Linked DNA regions of Ovis aries: region 1 is linked to region 2. Evidence: chromatin contacts called from public Hi-C data. All regions are on one chromosome and are shown on one strand. The core of a region is the stretch at or near the end of the contact, and the rest is flanking DNA. Distances in the headings are between cores, read along the strand shown. Region 1 holds the start of PSMC4 (proteasome 26S subunit, ATPase 4). Region 2 has its middle 37 kb from the start of DYRK1B.

The links. A called contact is a pair of places that touch in the nucleus more often than the background predicts.
Region 1: a contact with region 2 is called in a Hi-C map of retroperitoneal adipose tissue, with 4 times the contacts expected there. The contact joins the promoter of PSMC4 here to the enhancer-like site in region 2. A contact is called at or near these places in 14 of 16 Hi-C or Micro-C datasets (blood, hypothalamus, liver and 7 more).

The regions. Positions count from the first base shown.
Region 1 is chr14:48,895,362-48,902,594 of ARS-UI_Ramb_v3.0, reverse strand. It overlaps PSMC4 (proteasome 26S subunit, ATPase 4), which reads right to left and starts at 1,458. Exons shown (of 10, transcript XM_060398095.1): 1 at 1,385-1,458; 2 at 386-484. The coding sequence starts at 1,420. The region is part of intron 1 of LOC132657692 (a long non-coding RNA gene); the gene reads left to right.
Region 2 is chr14:48,752,922-48,760,305 of ARS-UI_Ramb_v3.0, reverse strand. No RefSeq gene overlaps it. Among named protein-coding and RNA genes, the nearest start is that of DYRK1B, 37 kb to the left of the region's middle. Within about 2 kb of position 5,120, at least 2 of the 54 cell types and tissues checked have an H3K27ac peak or open chromatin away from gene starts, as enhancers often do.

The DNA.
Region 1 (7,233 bases), core at 209-2,708, 150 kb before region 2:
GTTCCCTGTACTATACAACAGGTTCTTATTCCCTGGTAAAGATCCCCTGGAAAAGGAAATGGTAACCTTCTCCAGTATTCTTTTTTATTTTTTAATTGAAGGATAATTGCTTTACATAATTTTGTTGTTTTCTGCCAAATATCAAAATGAATCAGCCATAAGTACACATATGTCCCCTCCCTCTTGAACCTCCCTCCCATCTCCCTCCCCATATCACCCCTTTAGGTTATTACTGAGCCCTTGTTTTGTACTCCAGTATTCTTGCCTGGGAAATCCCATGGACACAGGAATCTGGTGGGCTCCAGTCCATGGGGTCACAGTCAGACAGGACTTAGTGACTAAATAACAACAACGCTGATATTTTGCGGACTGGCTTTGAATGTACCTTGTAGCGGCTGTAGAGGTCCTCCAGGTCCTCTGGCTCAGGCCCCAGGAAGGACAGGCCAGTCTGGGGCCGTGACACAGACAGGGCCGGGATCTCATCCTAGACCATGGAAGGAAACTCAGGTTGGAAGGTCCCCTTATGAAAGAATCTAAAGCCCCCCTCCCCACTTCACCATGAAGTCACTTGGCCCCTAATAGGTTCCTGACATTCAGCACCCTAAATAGATCCTGGGAACTTCTCAGCCCCCTAAAGACGTTCCTGAAGTCACCCAGCTCCTAACAAACTCCTTGGTCACAAAGCCTTCCAAACAGATCTGGTATCAGATGCCACTTGTAACATGTCCTCAATGTCCTAACTCCCGTCTAGGGCCTAAATGTCTGATCAACTCCTTACCAGACCCCAATGCCCTCCAGCCCCCCTCAACAGGTTTGAAATACTACAGGGATGCCTCAATTGATGGTGAAAGTCACCATGCCTTCATACAGTCCTGGTATTACTCAGTTACCCCCCAAATATCCCTCATGAACTCCAACTCACATTAGGCCCTTATGTCACCCAGCTCCCAGGCAGGCCCCCAAAATCACTCGGCCAGATTACAGATATTACTTGGCGCTCCAACACCAACTAAGCCCCAAATATCAGTCAGCTCTCCAGCTCAACCTCATATATCATTCGGCCCCATGGCCGAATCCCATACATCACTCACCACCCGACCCACCCCTAATGCCACTGGGCCTAGCTATGTCACAGCATTCCACCTAAACCTCGAAATCATTCAGCCCCAAAGAACCTCTAGCGTCACCGTTTCCCCAGCCCCGCTTCCCAAGCCCTAATACCATCACTCAGCCACCCAGACACCCAGCCCAGGCCTCGGATCGGCACGAAGCTCTCCACTGAGGCCTCCGAAATCACTCAGACCTACGCTTGGATCCCCAAAGTCACTCAGAATCCCAACCAGGTCGGCTTCGCCCTCTCCCCAAGACCCAAGCCCCACCGGACCTGAGCTTTCTCCACCAGGATACCTATCTCCTCCATAGTGACCAAGCCGGCCTCTGTGTGGCCCGGCCTAATCCAGTCACCGCTTCCGCTGACGCCACCGGAAAGCAAGGCCTGGATGGGTTCTGGGAAGCGTAGTTTAAGACACGGCTGAGAGAAGGTTGAATGGGCGCGGTAGGTAAAGTGCAGGGCGGCTTCGTCCTGAGCTCCGCCCCCAAGACTTGCTCCTGCGCACTTTGTACCTCGCGGGCGCGCGGGCGCGCGGGCGGGCCCGGGGAGGTGCGCGTCGGCAATAGCGCGCGGGGCCGCGGTCTCGCGCGGCTTTTTCTGGCGCTGGTTTTCGTGACAGCAGGTGGCGCTGCCCGCATTGGTTTTCAAACTGAGTAATTTCTCAGATATCTGTCAGATCTGGCCAAGTGCTCTTCTTTCTTGTTTAGAGGCTTGGGCAGGGTTCCGCAGAGGCGGGGGGTGGGGGGTGGGGGTGGGATGTCTTTAACGGGGTTTCTACGTGGGCTGCAGCCGAGGATTGCCCTCCGCGCGGAGCCAGGAAGACCAAGGCTACTCGTAAAGGGTGACACCCTTTACCCGGCTCCAGACCGGGGGTGAGGAGCTCCAAGCCCGCCATTACCGGTAGCCGGGAATCGAGTAGAACCCGCGCATTACGGATGGAGAAAGTGAGGCAGCGGTGCCAGGAGCTGGGTCATGCAGGCCCTGTTGCTTAAGTTTAACGTGCTCAACCCATTGAATCTTGACAGACATTATGTTCCCTCTTTCACTCTGATTGAAACTAGAGCGCGGGGGCCCAAAGCCTGTGCTTCCGGCCGCGGGAAAACACTGCCGCTTATCACACCAGCTACAGTTTTGTTAAGTAAACTTCGTATTCAAGTACAGAGACATACGTATCATTAAAAGTGAAGTCGCTTAGTCGTGTCCAACTCTTTGCGACCCTATGGACTGTAGCCTACCAGGCTCCTCTGTCCATGGGATTTTCCAGGCAAGAGTACTGGAGTGGGTTGCCATTTCCTTCTCCAGATACATATCCTTAGTGTACCGTTCAACAGATTTGCACAAAGCGAACACACCGATGGCTTTCAGGTGGCACTAGTGGTAAAGAATCTGCCTGCCAGTGCCGGATATGCAAGAGACACGGGTTCGAACCCTGGGGTTGGGGAAGATGCCCTTGAGAAGGAAATGACAACCTACTCCAGTAGTCTTGGGCTTCCCTGGTATCTCAGCTGGTAAAGAATCCACCTGCAATGCAGGAGACCCGGATTCGATCCCTGGGTCAGGAAGATCCCCTGGAGAAGGAAATGACAACCCACTCCAATATTCTTACCTGGAGAATCCCAAGGACAGAGGAGCCTGGTGAGCTCTGGTCCATAAGGTCACACAGAGTTGGATATGACTGAAGTGACTTAGCAGCAGCAGCAGTAGCATACATGGGAGAACCCAGAAAAACTGAGTAATCCCTTAAATATCTTAATTATCTCGCCTCTTCTACCTGTATCATTTCTAGATTTCTGTCTTCGAACTGTCTTCCAATGTGTTCTAATGGTTCTTCATCTCATCTATTGAGTCCTTCAGGTCCAGTTCTGTTTGGTTATTATTATTATTTTGAGTTTCAATTTCCTTGGTAAAGTATTCTTTCTGTTCATTATTTTTATTCCTAAGTTTACCAAACTGCTTTTCTGAGTTTTCTTGCAGCTCACTGAGTTTCTTCATGACAAGTATTTTGAATTCTCTATTAATTAGATAGCAATATTCTGTGAATTCCAGTTGAGCTATTTCAAATCTGAAAGATGATGCTGTGAAAGTGCTGCACTCAATATGCCAGCAAATTTGGAAAACTCGGCAGTGGCCACAGGACTGGAAAAGGTCAGTTTTCATTCCAATCCCAAAGGAAGGCAATGCCAAAGAATGCTCAAACTACTGCACAACTGCACTCATCTCACATGCTAGTGAAGTAATGCTCAAGATTCTCCAAGCCAGGCTTCAGCAATACGTGAACCGTGAACTTCCTGATGTTCAAGCTGGTTTTAGAAAAGGCAGAGGAACCAGAGATCAAATTGCCAACATCCGCTGGATCATGGAAAAAGCAAGAGAGTTCCAGAAAAACATCTATTTCTGCTTGATTGACTATGCCAAAGCCTTTGACTGTGTGGATCACAATAAGCTGTGGAAAATTCTTCAAGAGATGGGAATACCAGACCACCCGACCTGCCTCTTGAGAAACCTATATGCAGGTCAGGAAGCAACAGTTAGAACTGGACATGGAACAACAGACTGGTTCCAAATAGGAAAAGGAGTACGTCAAGGCTGTATATTGTCACCCTGCTTATTTAACTTCTATGCAGAGTACATCATGAGAAATGCTGGGCTGGAGGAAGCACAAGCTGGAATCAACATTGCAGGGAGAAATATCAATAACCTCAGATATGCAGATGACACCACCCTTATGGCAGAAAGTGAAGAGGAACTAAAAAGCCTCTTGATGAAAGTGAAAGAGGAGAGTGAAAAAGTTGGCTTAAAGCTCAGCATTCAGAAAATGAAGATCATGACATCTGGTCTCATCACTTCATGGGAAGTAGATGGGGGAAACAGTGGAAACAGCGTCAGACTTTATTTTTTTGGGCTCCAAAATCACTGCAGATGGTGACTGCAGCCATGAAATTAAAAGACGCTTGCTCCTTGGAAGAAAAGTTATGACCAACCTAGATAGCATATTCAAAAGCAGAGACATTACTTTGCCAACAAAGGTCCGCTTAGTCAAGGCTATGGTTTTTCCAGTGGTCATGTATGGATGTGAGAGTTGGACTGTGAAGAAAGCTGAGCGCCGAAGAATTGCTGCTTTTGAACTGTGGTGTTGGAGAAGACTCTTGAGAGTCCCTTGGACTGCAAGGAGATCCAACCAGTCCTTTCTAAAGGAGATCAGCCCTGGATGTTCTTTGGAGGGAATGATGCTGAAGCTGAAACTCCAGTACTTTGGCCACCTGATGCGAAGAGTTGACTCATTGGAAAAGACGCTGATGCTGGGAGGGATTGAGGGCAGGAGGAGAAGAGGGCATCAGAGGATAAGATGGCTGGTTGTCATCACTGAATCAATGGACATGAACTTGGGCAATTTTTGGGAAATGGTGATTAACAGGGAGGCCTGGCCTGCAGTCCATGGGGTCACAAAGAGTCAGATGCAACTGGGCAACTGAACAACAACTTGTGTCTACCAGTAGGTGGTGCAATAGCACAAGCTTTGGAGTTCTCTTGCGCGCTACCTCTGGTTATGAAAGTGAAAGTATTAGTCACTTAGTCCTGTCTCTTTGCGACCCCATGGACCCCATGGACTGTAGCCCACCAGGCTCCTCTGTCCATGAAATTCTCCAGGCAGGAATACTGGAGTGGGTAGCTGTTCCCTTGATTGAACCCGAGTCTCCTGCACTGCAGGCAGATTCTTTACATCAGAGCCACCAGGGACCCCCCAATTCTGGGTGCTCATTCTCAAATATTCAATACGTATAACTGAATATTTGAGAATGAGCACTTTCCACTCTTAGAGGCAGGTTCGATCCCTAGCTCAGGAAGATCCCTTGGAGGCAGGATGGCAACCCACTCCAGTATTCTTGCCTGAAGAATCCCCTGGATAGAGGAGGAGCCTGGTGGGTGAAGCCGGGCGGGCTACATTCCATGGGGTGGCAAAAGAGTCAGACATGACTTACGGATGAAACAACAACTTTCAATTCTCCACTACCTCTGTTCGTGGTGTCCCTTGTGCCCTCATTGTTGCTGTTTTCTGGTGCCTTGCTGCTGCCAACGTTGCTGGCATTACCACCTGGGGTACTGGGAGGGTACATGCCTCCACCATGTCTGGGGTCTCCTGGCTCTGCCACAGCAGGGATCCAGGGTGGCAGGCATCTCTGCCATGACCAGAGTGGTCAGGTTGGTGGGCTCTGCTGCTGCAGACAGGGCAGGTGCTGGCGTTGTGGGTCCCTTTGTAGCTGAATGGACAGGGTCAGAGGCTCTGCTGCTGCTGCTGTGTGATTCTCTGTGGCTGCGAGCATTGCTGCAGCTGGGAGGCTGGTGTCACGGGCACTGTCTCCCCTGAAGCCACTGGTTTCTCAGCGAGATCAGCCACCATGGCCAGGTTCCAGGGATCAGGTCAGGAACCACCTCGGCTGTCCCCCTTCTTCTGCCTCCTCTGTGTGTTCCAATCTACCCACCTTCAGATGCACACTTCTGAGGAATTCTCTGGCATCCTGCTGTGTTGGGAAGAGGCACCTTTGCTGAGTTATGGATGTTTTACTGGTTGTAGATTGAAGGGGAGAGACAAAGGGAGTGTCTCAAGCTGCTATGATGCTGAAGTCACTCCTAAAATCAGAGAGCATAGTTTTTTGTTTTGTTTTTTAAATTGTATTTATTTACCTTTGACTGCACTGGGTTGTCTTTGCTTTGCAAGGGCGTTTTCTAGTTGCAGGGAGCGGGGGCTGCCCTCTAGATCCAGTGCACAGGCTGCTCACTGTGGTGGCTTCTTTTGTTGTGGAGCATGGGCTCTGGGGCGCGGTTTCAGTAGTTGTGTTGCGTCAGTTTAGTTGCCCCTCGGCATGCAGGATCTTCTGGGACCAGGGATCAAACCCATGTCCTGTGCATTGGCAGGCAGATTCCTAACCACTGGACCACCAAGAAAGTCCAGACAGCATACAATTTTAATCTAACCTGACAACCTCTGCCTTTATTTGGTATGTTTCATTCATTTATGTGCAATGCAATTATTCATAAATTGGACTTAGATTTGTCATTTTATTATTTGTTTTCTATTTGCTCCCCTGTGTTTTGTTCTTATCTTTTCCCCTTTCTGCCTTCTTTTGAGTTGGAGTTTTTTCATTTAGTTACTCTATTGGTTTCCCCAACACCTCCTCCCCTCTCCCCCATACACTAGCTGCTAATAGATGATCCTTCCCTGTCCTCTGACTGAAAAGAGAGTTTCTTAAAATTTTTATGCCTTCGTTTGCTGCCCCGATCTGGGATTTGGATCACCATCTGGTTAAAGGTGGGCTTTCTTGATGGTCAGACGGTAAAGAATCTGCCTGCAATTCAAAACACGTGGGTTCGATCCCAGGGTTGGAAAGATTCCCTGGAGAAGTGAACGGCTACCCACTCCAGTATTCTTGCCTGGATAATTCCATGGACTGAGGAGCTGGGTGGGCTACATTCCATTGGGTCGCAGAGAGTCAGATACAACTGAGCAACTAACACGTTCACTTTTTCATTGGTTAAAGTAGGAAGATACAGGAAGGTAAAAATACCCACAAAACTTTACCACCATATCAGTAATTTTTTGGATTTTGACTTCCCTTCCCAACCTGCCTTCTCTCAATTACTTTCCAGGGTTCATGGGAAGTTGCTTTCTGTTTTCTGGCTAGAACTTTTAGTTGTAATCAGTGAGAGCTTACTTACAGTAGGCTTGACCAATCTTAATGAGAACCATAAGGAAACATACACACAAAATCAGCCGAGAAGAATGACATTATTTTGAGTTTTTCAAGTATCTTTTATGTCCTGCTTAATTGAAAACAGTTGAATTCTGGTATCTGTTTCTGCATTCAGTGTATTGTGAAGCGTTGTTTTTGGTGAAGTATATTAGGAAAATCTGGCTTCACATGTATAAGCAGTTACAGAGGTATATTTAAAAGATTTACTAAAAATATATAAATTATACAAATATTATAAATATAATTATATAAATATTTAAAATATTATAAAAATATTATGTGGCACAGGGCTTAGTTGGGCTTCCCAGGTGGTGCTAGTGGTAAGAACCCACCTGCCAAAGCAGGAGACATAAGAGATGAGGGTTCGATCCC
Region 2 (7,384 bases), core at 3,871-6,370:
TAAAACCAAGAGCTGGATTTTTGAAAAGAAAAACAATCAACAAACCTCTAGCTAGGTCATCAAGAAGAAAAGAGAAGCAACCCAAATAAAATAAGAAAGAGGAGAAATAGCAACTGATGCCACAGGCAGTAAAAATCTTAAGAGAATATTATGTACAATTCTCAGCCAAAAAAAAAAAAAAAGGAACTGGGCAAGTTTCTAAAAACAGAGCCAGCCAAAACTGAGTAAAGCAGCAGCAAGTTATCTGAACAGACCAGTCATTAGAAGTGAAGTGGAATCTATTAAAAAAAAAACATCCCAGCAAACAAAAGCCCAGGATCATATGCCTTAACTGGGGGAATTCTACCAAACATACAAAGAAAAAGTTATACCTATCTTTCTTAAACTATTCCAAAAAACTGAAAAGGAGGGAATATTCCCAAATTTATTATATGAAGCCACTATCACCCTGACACCAAACCTGGACAAAGACACTACAAAAGGAGGAAATTACAGATCAGTATCTTTGATGAATATAGATGCAAATATCCTTAAAGTATTAACAAACCAAATCCAACAATACATAAAAAGGATCACATACCGTGATCAAGTTGGATTCATTCCAGATTTGCAACATACGTGAATCAATGTGATAAAACACATCAACAAAAGAAAAGACAAAAAGCACATGGTTATCTCAAAGACGCAGAAAAAGCACTGACGAAATTCAATCCCCATTCAGGGTGAAAATTCTCACCAAAGTGGGTACATATCTCAACAGAGGAAAAGCCATTTACAACAGACCCACAGTCAATGTAATACTCAACGGTGAAGACCTAAAAGCCTTCCCATCAAATTCAGAAGCAAGACAAGGATGCCCACTCTCACCACTTCTATTTAACATAGTATGGGAAGCCCTAGCCACAGCAACAAAATAATTTTTTAAAAAAGAGGTATCCAAATAGAAAGGGAAGGAGTAAAACTCACTATTTGTAGATGACATGATGCTCTTTAGTGAGCATCCACACAGAAACTATCAGAACTAATAAATGAATTCAGCAAGATGGCAGGGTACAAGATTAATATACAGAAATCTGTTGCATTTCTTTACACTAACAATGAAATATCAGAAAGGGAAACTAAAAAAAAAAAAGTTAAATCACACAAAATAAATACCTAGGAATAAACTTAACGAAGCAGGCAAAAAACCTATATGCTGAAAACTATAAAATATTGATAAAGGAAACTGAAGATCATTCAAAGAAGTATAAAGATATCCCATGCTCTTGGACTGGAAGAATTAATATTGTTAAAACAGCCATGCTACCCGAAGCAACATACAGATTTAATGCAATCCCTTATCAAAATACCTACAGTATTTTTCACAGAAGTAGAACAAATAATCCTAAAATTTATACAGAAATGCAAAAGACCCAGAGTGGCCAAAGCAATCCTTAGGAAAAAGAACAAAGCAGGAGGCTTTTCCAGATTTCAGACTGTCCTACAAAACTGTAGTGACCTGTACACTGTGGTGAGGGCACACACATCAGTGGAACAGAATAGACAGCCCAGAAATAAACCCACACACCTGTATGGTCAATTAACTTTCAACAAAGGAGGTTAGAATATACAATGCAAAATGACAGTCTCTTCAACTAGTAGTGTTGGGAAAGCTAGACAGCTTCATGTAAATCAATGAAATTTGAGGACTCTTCATACCATATACAAAAATAAACTCAAAATGATTTAAAGACCTAAACATAAGACATGACCCCATCAAATTCCTAGAAGAGAGCACAGGCAAAACGTTTATTCCTGGACATGGATTGTAGCGATATTTTTTTTTTAATTTTTATTTTTACTTTATTTTACAATACTGTATTAGTTTTGGCAGCAATATTTTCTTAGATCTAGTATGGTATCACTTATAGGTGGAATCTAAAAGGTAAAACAAACTAGTGACTATAACAAAAAAGAAACAGACTCACAGATATAAAGGATATAAAGGGGTTACCAGTTTTGTTCTATGTTCCTACCAAAAGAACATACTCGTTACCAGTGGGCACAGGGAAGGGGGAGGGCCAAGAAAGGGGTAGAAGATCAAGAGGCACAACTACTGTGTATAAAATAAATAAGCTACAAGGATATATTATACAGTGCAGAGATATAGCCAATATTTATAATAACTATTATTAGCATTAACCTTTAAATATTATGAATCACTACTGTATACCTGAAACTTATATAATATTGTAAACCCAATACCTCAATTAAAATACTGAGAATGTACTAGAAGTATACAATAAAACTAATTTTCAAAACAGAAAAAATAGTAAACAAACTTGAGATTTCTTTTTATCTCTCAAGTCCAGGTAAATATAAATACCCAGATGGTGACTTCTTGGTACCAAGTATTTCTGACTCTGAGGATATGCCTGCCTGGGGTGCGTCCTTATCAAAGGAGGGAAATTTGGCCATGGAGACAAATGTGCACACAGGGAGAATGACACATGAAGATGAAGGCAGAGATGAGGTGACGGCACTTAACGAGCCGAGGAACACCAAAGATTGCCTGCAGACCCCTGGAAGCCAGGGGCTCACAGGAGAGGCATGGAGCTCCATCACAGCCCTCAGCGGCCAACCCTGCCAGCATCCTGACCTTGGACTCACGGCCTCCAGGACCAAGAAAAATAAACTTCTGTTGTTTATGCCAGACTGTGGTCCTCCATTGTGGTGGTCCTATTGGTAATAATTACCTTCCCCCTTACATGGAAATCAACTTGCTATACCCCTCACAGAGGAATACAAATCCTCTAACTATTCAAGCTACTTTGTGTCTAACTACCAAACACACACACCTGTACACGTTATGGTGAGTTTTCCTATAGAAATCCCTTGACCTTTTCATGACAGATGACTACAATCTGGCCATTCCAGTTTAACAGAAATGTTCTAAAACTTCTGTATCTCAAAGTGAAGGAGTCTGGGAGCTAATCCCTTTCCTCCCAGAAGACCTCTGTCCCTTACGCTGATCCCCCGCAATCTTAGCAGTCAGGGGTGAATACCTGCTGTACGCTGATGTCACTAAACTGTCGTTCTAGGCTTTTCTGGAAGACAGAAGGTCTGTCCCAAGAAGATAGATATTTCTGCTATCCAGAACTAGAAATAGCCATGATTAAAATTTTTTTCAATAAAGTAATACATAAAAGTAACAAAAAAATTAAGGTACTGAAAGGTGTCAAGTGAAAAGCAACATGTTCTTTAAAAAACTTCAACTCAAGTCAGTTTCATTTGGAATAAAAATAATGTACAGAACATTGTGTATTTCTAAAAGTGCTATAAAATGTTTACATGGTAGCTCAATATGTGCCAAGCATTTCTCTAAAAGCTGTATACATTTTAATTCATTTAATCTTCATGACTCCACAAGGTAGATATTAACTATTATTATTCCTGTTTCACAGATGTGAGGAGACTGAATCCCAGAGAAGGGAATCATCTGCCAAGGTTGTCCCACTAGAATTTTTTTCCTGGACTTGCTTTATACACAAGTATCCACCCAGCAGTGCAATTCAAAGTAAACTGCAAACATTTTGACTTATTTTCTGATTTAGAGTTATGAATATTTTTGCTTTCCCATAAATATTGTCCTTGCACTATCAAGAGCATAACAGATGGAACATTTGCTAGAATGCTCAACTCCTGTCCATGGATTTGCTTCCGAGCTCAGCTTTCTTCCTGTCGCCATGTGTCAATGGAAGGGTTTCCAGACAACTGGATTCAAATTCCTTCTTCAAATGGTTTTAAAACATTTGGGCTTAAAGAATATGAGATTGTAGTGGTCCATCACATTATTGGAAACAACAGCCAGGCAAGGATGATTGCATTGTGATTGCTGTTCAACACAGAGCAACTGTAGGATGTCCTCAGTTATAGGATAAATATAATTTCTAGAGGCTGAAAACAGAGCAGCTCAGAATTGATGAAATCATGTAGCTACTACATGACTCAGCCCTCAATTCTGTGCCTGGCAATCATCAGGATCATGGTTTTCGGATGAGGAAATGTCTCTGAGGACCCCCCCTCTCTGAGCCTCAGTCCTTCCCTCTGCTCTTGTCTCTGCTCCATTTCTACATTTCCCTGTCTCTGCCTCAATCACTTTTCCAGTGTCTCTCACCCTCTCTCCCCACAGCTCTCCCTTTTTTTTGCCATCTGCAGTCAAGGTAGTTGAGGATTCAGACACCCTCAGCTGTCCTATCTCAAACTTTTAAAAAAAAGATGAATTTGTGCTCCAGCTTTCTGTCCCTACTGCTGGAAGAACAGTCAAGGGAGGAGATGACTGAATTTCAGACTTCTCCCTTAAATTTGCAGCATTTCTGCATCTCTCAAGATGATCGAAGTGTTACTCCATCTTCAGCACATGAATGTGCTGGAATGCACTGACGAAGTTTCTAACACTGAGGTATTTCTGTATTTCTGAAAGCAACCCTATCAGTTATTTTGAGTACTTGTCAAAACATTGCTGAGCTCAATTTGTTAGCATTTTATCTGGAAATTTTCCTTCCATTTATGGGGGACGTTGACCTGGATTTTATTCTATTTTGTTTTTCTAGATTTAAGAGACTTATGCTAATAATTACAATGATTTGAGTAATGTCCATAATCTCTGGGCCACTTTCTATAACCTAGGAGTTCTTTCTTTGAATGCACAATGAATTGGTTAATAAATCTAATGTCTAATGCCTTTAGACCTAATTAAAATCTAAAGTCTAATGCCTTTCTTAGAGTATAGATCTTTTTACTTCCTTTATAACTTATTCACTTATTGGTCTATTCAGATTTTCTACTTTTTTGCATGTCAGTTATTATCATTAATACTTCCAAAGAGAAACTCCATTTTCACTTAAATTTTATTCTCTTGGCCTAAAGTATCCTTTGCCTGGCTAATGCCTCTCGGGATCTAGCCCTCATCCTGATTGGACAGCAAGGATAAGGGGTGAGTGAGTCTTCAGCTCTGAGCAACAATGCTGGAAACGGGCAGGGAACTTGGATAGAGCATTCCCACTGGAAAGCAGCTGGTTGAGTTTCAGCCTGTGTCCACTGGTGTTTATCCACCGGTTTGTGAACCTGAGCAACAGCCAGGCCTGTACAGAGGGCGGAGGAGAGCTATCCACCCACAGATGGAAGAGAGGACCACACCCTCACTGAGCAGGACTTTTCATGTTATATACAAATGGCGCCACCTGGAGCTCAATGTTGGTAGTGACCTCGGGGCTGGGCGACATAGTGATCGCTCACCGTCCCAAATGTTCAGGTACTGGGTCTCTACAGGTACCTTTCGGGGTCCAATCACCCACTCATAGTCCCACCATCCCCACACCTGCTGAGCCAAAGGATGACAGCCAGATCACCAACTTGTGGTGGTTTTGCTCTGCGTCTCCCTGATCATTTGTGACGTTGGACGTCTTTTCACATGCCTGCGGGCCATCTGCATGTCCTCTTTGGTGAAGTGTCTGTTTCCGGCCTTCTGCTCTTTCTGATGGGGTTCTTTTTTCAATTAAGCTGTGGGAGTTGTTTCTATATTTTGAATGTTAACTCCTTATCCAGTACATCATTTGTAAATATTTTCTCCCAATCCAAGGATGTCTTTTCCTTTTGTTTAGTTTCCTTTGCTGTGCAAAAGCTTTGAAGTTTAATTAGGTCCCATTTGTTTATTTTTGTTTTTGTTTCTATTTCTCTAGGAGACAGATCAAAAAAAAATATTACTGTGATTTATGCCAGACAGTATTCTGCCTATGTGGCCACATTCCCCAATCCTAACTGAGCGAACACCCTGGCTTACTGACCTCATGCCACAACTTGACTGAATCTAGGGCAGCCAAGTGCTGAGAAAAGACTTGCTCTAACAGATGTAGAGGCAACCTGAGGGTCTGCGGGTGGTCCAGGTCGGGCAGCAGTGAGCACTGTTGGTGCTCCAACAGCACCACAGATGCAGCCCAGGCCTCCGGCGCAGCACAGCCCCCGGGACCCCAGCAACCACCATGCCATGAGCCCCACTCCCAGCTGGCAAATGCCCGGGCTCTACCCACTCCACACCAGAACCCTGCATTAGAGCTGGGACAACCACAACCATTACATACTGGTAAAAGTTAAAGATCAAGAGGATTCCCAAGGCAGCATGAGAAACACACATACAAGAGAATCCCCATAGTGCTATCAGCTTTCTCTGCAGGAACCTTGCAGGCCAGAAAGAAGAGAAATGATAGTGCTGAAAGAGAAGAACCTACAACCTAGGATACTCCAGCCAGCAAGATCATCACTTAGAACAGAAAGAGACAGAAAGAATTTTTAAGACAAGCAAAAACTAAAAGAATCCAGCAATACTAAACCCATTCTAAAAAAAAATGTTGAAGGTTCTTCTCTAAATGGAGAGAAATAAGCATCAACAGGAAAGAAAAAAAATCCAAGAAAGGCAAATACATAGTAAGGATTGAAGATCACTTAAGCCAGTGTGTAGACTGAAAAAAAAATAAAATTGTAAAAGCAACTGTAACTACAATAAATAGCAAAAGGGTAAGCATGAAGATATAAAATATGACATAAAAACAAAATGTGAGGGAGAGGAGAAAAAATTTAGACCTTTTAGAATGTGTTTGAAATTTAATAGTTATCTGTTTAAAGCAGGTAGGTTATAACCATGAGGTTTCCCTGGTAGCTCAGACAGTAAAGAATCTACCTGCCAATGCAGGAGACCAGAATTCAATCCCTGGGTTGGGAAGATCCCCTGGAGAAAGGCATGCAACCTGCTCCAGTATTCTTGCCTGGAGAATCCCATGAACAGAGAAGCCTGGTGGGCTACAGTTCATGGGGTTGCAAAGAGTCAGAGATATGACTAGGTGACTAACACAGAGAGGTATAATTATGGGTCAACAAATATGAACTCCATGGGAACTACAAATCAAAAACCTACAACAGATAGACAAAAAAACAAAAAGGAATTCAAGCATACTACAGAAGACAATCATCAAACCACAATGGGAAAAACAAAAAGAAGAAATGAACAAAGAAGAACTACAGAAATAACTGGCAATCAAGGAATGAAACGGAAATAAGCACATACTGATCAATAATTTAAATGTCAATAGGCTGCTGCTGCTAAGTCACTTCAGTCGTGTCCGACTCTGTGCGACCCCATAGACAGCAGCCCACCAGGCTCCGCCGTCCCTGGGATTCTCCAGGCAAGAACACTGGAGTGGGTTGCCATTTCCTTCTCCAATGCATGAAAGGGAAAAGTGAAAGTGAAGTTGCTCAGTCGTGTCCGACTCTTAGTGACCCCATGGACTGCAGCCTACCAGGCTCCTCCATCCATGGATTTTCCAGGCAAGAGTACTGGAGTGGGGTGCCA